Linked DNA regions of Pan troglodytes: region 2 is linked to region 1. Evidence: chromatin contacts called from public Hi-C data. All regions are on one chromosome and are shown on one strand. The core of a region is the stretch at or near the end of the contact, and the rest is flanking DNA. Distances in the headings are between cores, read along the strand shown. Region 1 holds the start of RNASEL (ribonuclease L). Region 2 has its middle 24 kb from the start of ZNF648.

Region 1 (2,700 bases), core at 108-2,607:
CAACCATTCTGTTTTTTATTTCAGCATAGCATTCGATAAATACATGAGACATTTAACACTTTATTATAAAATAAGCTTTGAGCTAGATGATTTTGCCCAACTGTAGCCTAATGTAAGTGTTCTGAGCACATTTAAGGTAAGCTAGGATAAGCTATGACGTTCAGCAGATTAGGTGTATTAAATGTGCTTTTGACCTACAATATTTTCAATTTAGGAAGGGTTTATCTGTATGTAACCCCATCATAAGTCAAGGAGTATCTGCAGTAGTGAAAAGAGCTTGTACTCTAACCTTAGGGAGATCTAAGTTTGAGCTTGTGGCTGTGTAATTTTTTACTATTACTTCCTGTAACCTTGGATTGTTGAATCTCAATTTTCTATTTCCTGAAATGGAGACAAAAATAAATACAGTCGTGTGTAAAGTACATTAAAGTATGGAGTGTTGCAAATATTAGCCGCTCAATGAATGTTAGAGCTAATTATATCCCTTTATGAAAAAATAAATTGCTTAGTGAATTCTATTCTCCCTACACATGTGCATATAGCTACTACACGAATAGGCAACTGGCAGCTATCAATTTCGTCCAACTGTCAATCAGATCTGAGAATTACAGATCCAGTTCAATCATCAGACAGCCCGAAACTGTTACCTGAATATTTAAATTACTGCATCTGCTATAGAATTCACGAAGCAACCCTTTTTCAGCAATCTCACCACTCTGACAGTTTCAAAGCCTCAGAGGTTAATTGATTAGCCTCTTAGAAGTTTAATTAATTGTGCAACACATACACGATCACCAGGCAATGAAATCTTTGAACCAAAGTGTTTGTGTAGACCGTCCCCATTACAATCAGATGTGAGGTGGGCTGGTATAAACAAAGGAGCCGGGAAGGAGAGGAAATATCAAGGAAGCCCTGAGTGACGCATCAGAGTCGAGAAGAGACGAGCCTGCGGAAGTACTCCAACAGACAATCCTGCTTTCAATTTCACTTTCTCTGTGCGACCTGAGTAAGTCGCAAAGAGATGCCTGAGAAACTGAGGACATGGATAAATGACGTGTGGACTCTGACAGAACTCTGGAAGGGCACTGAGGAAGATCCTTCCGGGCAGCCAAGGGCTGGGAGCTCCCCTCCCACTTCCCAAGTCCTCCAGCCCCTGGCCTCTCCAGTCTCCAAAGCCCAAGAATTCTTCAGGATCGACTTATCGAGGTTTTCTAGCTTTCCTCCTTCTGCCTGCCTTACCTGCTCAACTCAGACGTCTCAATTATTCCTTTGGCAGCCGCAAAGCCTGGAAGACTGCTTGCAGCCCGAGCAGTTTCCTCCTGCTGCGTCACTGAGCCAGCAGGGCGGAGCCAAGAAAGGAGTGAGGAGTGTGGGAGGGAAAGCAGCCACAGGCTCACTCTGGCACCAGGAGCAAAGCTTCTACTTGCACACCTTCTGGAGGAAAGCAATAGCCACTTTCTGTCTGCTGATGAGGAATGTGATGCCCGGGGTCATGTCACTCACCTCTCAGTCTTGCAGCCTTTCAGGTGGCAGCAGCCAACTGCATCCATCACTCTTGCGTCCTTTCTTTTGTCATTGCAAATTCTGGTCTTCTTGGAAGAAAGGAATGGAAAGTAAACACATATTGAGCACCTATTGTGTTCCAGACACAATGCTTTACGTGCAGCATGGTCCCAGTTAACCCCTGACAATCTTGTTGATTATGAAACGCAGGCTCATAGAAGCTAAGTAAGCCCAAAGCCCAAGCCCTGTCACCTGTCTCAGCTCACTCAACTCACAGCTCTGAGGCAGTGCGGCCTTCTCAGGAGGGTACCGGACTGGCAGTCTGGAGACCTGATCCTACAGCCAGCTCTGTGGCTGCTTAGCTGAGTGACCTCAGGCATGTGATTTAACCATGTAGGGCCTCAGTTCTCTCCTATAACTTGGTTTTGAAGGTTCCTTTCTGCTCTACAAGTTCTGTTCTTGACTATCTTCCTAGCAATGAGCTGTGTACTGTGTACTTAGTGCTGTAGTGGAAAGTATTTCCATCCCCAAAGAATACCCAGTCTTGCTGGGGAGACAAAGCCCTGGGACTTGTGAACAACAAGTAGTGCATGGTCACTTGACGACCACCTGTGTCACACCATCCAGACCCGGGGCCTCTACCACCCCTTATACACCAGGGATTCCCAGGCCTCGCTCTCTAACCCCAGCCTCTCTGCTGAGCTTTAGACCTACAAATCTTGAATATGTGTCAAATGGAAATACTCATCTTTTCCTAAATCTGCCCCTCCTCCCACTTATTCCATCTCCACAGATGGCACCATCACCCGGAGGCCACCCCTCATCCTCATCCCAACACCAAGTCTCTTGCTTTCATCTGCAAAGGGATGACCAGTCGAGTCCTTGTCATCATTTATAGCAAGAAACTGATGACTTGCTTCCTAGCCCTTCATCCATTGTTCCACCCTGCATCATTGACCCACCATCATTTTCAGGACAAAGTTCAAAAATCCTTAACCCATTATTCATTTAATTAATACTTGTTGGACAGGCGCGGTGGCTCACACCTGTAATCCCAGCACTTTGGGAGGCCGAGGCAGGCAGATCACCTGAGTTCAGGAGTTCAAGACCAGCCTGGCCAACATGGTGAAACCGCGTCTCTACTAAAAATACAAAAAGTAGCCAGGTGTGGTGTTGTGCACCTGTAATCCCAGCTAC
Region 2 (2,700 bases), core at 104-2,603, 520 kb before region 1:
CCTGTGTCTCCCCCCATCTCTCACAGTACATGTGATCTGCATTCCCATAGACTCTTACAGCAGGAAAGGGCTTCGAGAGTCTATGCTCATCCTCCTCATCCTGTCACTGAAAATTAAACCAAGGCCAAGAGGACAAGTGTTTTGCTCCAAATCACTGAGAAGTGTACTGCTCTCTCTCTAATTGTTTCAATAACAGGGGCCCTGTCTTGATCTACTTTGCACCCATGACCTATATGAATCTGCTATAAACCCTGGTACAAGAACATTGAGTTCCTTTATTTCCTCATTGTGGTTTGAACTGGTATTTCTCTACTTCTGGGACAATGTCAAGGTTCTCGAGTCCCTCATAGAGTCAAGGAGGCTGATCCTTGGGCATTTGTCCAAGTGGGTTACAAGGGTGACATCTGGGGCTCTTTCAGCCTGTATCACAGGTCTCTGGCTTCAGGATGCATCTCTGCCATTCTGAGGACCTGGGAATTCATTGTAAGGCTGACATCCAGAGCTTCCTGGCACTATGCAGACACTTCCCTCTGGGGCTTGATACTTCTCTGGGGCTCTGCGGGGACCAGGGTGGGGCAGTGGCCTGGAGTCCTCTCCCCACACTGACCCAGAGAACTGTCTACTAGGGGAGGCATCTTCCCTGCCTCCTGCTTCCTTGGGTTGCATTGCTTTGTCTCTCAAACCCAGGCCTCCCTCTTGTTTTTCACCATAGACCTGGAGGGCCCCTAAACCCTAATGATTAGCAACTGAAAAACTTGTTTTTCCTTTCTCTTAACCTTTTAAACCTGCCCAGAAATTGAGGGAAAAGGTTTGTAGTCTGTCCTCTTGGGGGCAGCAAAGAGGTGCATTAAAAATATAGCAATTAAGTTTCTATTTAAAAGGCCAGCAATTCACATCTTGCTCATCCTTTTACCTGGAATCTTCTCCATTTTTCAACTGGTTCATGCTGGCTTATCCTTCAGGACTCAGCTCAGACATCACCGCAGATAGAAGTTACTCATGTTCATGAATCACCCCCACTTCTCACTCCCTTCTGCAAAAGTGGGGCTTTGCTTTATTGTCCTCTGTATTGCCAGCCCCCTCATATCAAGTGCTCCACAAACACATGCTGACTTGCACTGAATTCAAGGCAAAGTGGTGGGTAAGTGAGATCCACCTGTTGACTGGTGGCTTCCCAGGGAAGATAGACTTAAACAAGAGGCACCAAAAGAGGCGCGTGTTTGGGGGACATTCCACTTCCTAGAATAAGATATTCAAACGCAGAGCCAGAGAGGGAGGACAGGGAGGCCTCTCCTGGCTCCCTGCCTCTATTTACACCAGGCATTCAGAGTGGGGGACAGTTCTAAGACTGACCAGGAGGTGGCAGCGTTGCCCCTTGGATGAGGGACTCCCTTCAGCAGGACAGAGGCAAAGGACACCGCCTCTCTAGCTCTGGGAGGGAGTCACCAGGAGGCCTCCTCTAGGCCAGTCTCAGAGGGCCAGGATGCCAGCTGCCTTGCACACAGTAGGGATCTATAGCCATGTGTGGATCCAACGTGGTTTTGTTTGTTTGTTTTTGAGACAGAGTTTTGCTCTTGTTGCCCAGGCTGGAGTGTAGTGGTGCGATCATGGCTCTCTGCAACCTCCGCCTCCTGGGTTCAAGTGATTCTTGTGCCTCAGCCTCCTGAGTAGCTAGGACTACAGATGCCCGCCACCACATCCGGCTAATTTTTGTGTTTTTAGTAGAGACAGGGCTTCACCATGTTGGCCAGGCTAGTCTCGAACTCCTGACCTCAAGTGATCCTCCTGCCTCTGCCTCCCAAAGTGCTGGGATTATAGGCATGAGCCACCACACCCAGCCCCACATGTTCTTATTCTAAGCTTTGCTAGGGGCTTTGCATGGGAAAGGAAGGAAGGAAGAGTGGGAGAGAGGGAGGGAGGGAGAGAAGGGACTCAGGCCTTAACCTAGAACCCCTGCATCAGAGTCTCTAGGATGGTTCCTGGGAATCCTCAGGTGATTCTGATGGAGGCAGGCACAATTCTCCCTTGTGTGACTAATTTCCCAAGGCCTCGCCTTTCAATCACAGAACTGATTTTATCCATTGTGAAAACCTAATGCAGACCCCAGCGCACGCCTCCTGCTCTCCCTCAGCTGGGAGGCTGACCGAGGTATTTTAGGCATCCCGCCAGAGATGGCTGCTAGGTTGCAAAGACAAGCAGTGCCCTCCTGGGCACAGCCCTATGCCCCCCAGTGGGCACTCCCTCTCTCCTTCTCATCCTATCTTCAGCTTTGGCATGAGTGGCTGGCCTGACACAGCCCACCTCACCCCAGCAGTGGCGCCCCAGGCTGAGCTTCAACCCAACTCTTGGGTAAGCAGCAGGGAAACTGAGGAATATTTCACAGTTAGTCTCTGTCCCCTCTCAAACAGGCAGTATTTTCAGGAGTCCTTCGTGACATTGAGGCCTGTGGGGGACATCTTGATGTTGACTGGGGGCACACGTTGGCAGGGCTACCCCCATGTGGAAAATCTTGGCCGGGGTGGCGGGCTTTTGGTTTTAACAACAAGTGACTCAATTGTTGTCCCTTCTTCCTGCAGCCTCCCCAAGTCACTGCCCACAGATGGCCCTGGGCAGAAAGTGGTCAAAGAGAGTGAAGCCCGGGGGAGGAAAGCTCGGGTGCCCATGGCGCCCACTGGATGGCTGGCCTGGTTGGGACCCACT

The links. A called contact is a pair of places that touch in the nucleus more often than the background predicts.
Region 2: a Hi-C map of induced pluripotent stem cells shows a contact between it and region 1, with 3 times the contacts expected there. The contact joins the enhancer-like site here to the promoter of RNASEL in region 1. A contact is called at or near these places in 3 of 7 Hi-C or Micro-C datasets (induced pluripotent stem cells and stem cell-derived neural progenitor cells) and 1 of 1 datasets of contacts at active chromatin or transcription factors (stem cell-derived excitatory neurons).

The regions. Positions count from the first base shown.
Region 1 is chr1:66,516,302-66,519,001 of NHGRI_mPanTro3-v2.0_pri, reverse strand. RNASEL (ribonuclease L) reads right to left here and starts at 1,357. Exons shown (of 7, transcript XM_524990.5): 1 at 1,240-1,357.
Region 2 is chr1:67,037,089-67,039,788 of NHGRI_mPanTro3-v2.0_pri, reverse strand. No RefSeq gene overlaps it. Among named protein-coding and RNA genes, the nearest start is that of ZNF648, 24 kb to the left of the region's middle. Within about 2 kb of position 1,353, at least 7 of the 24 cell types and tissues checked have an H3K27ac peak or open chromatin away from gene starts, as enhancers often do. A contact at or near this core is called in induced pluripotent stem cells, where this site is marked.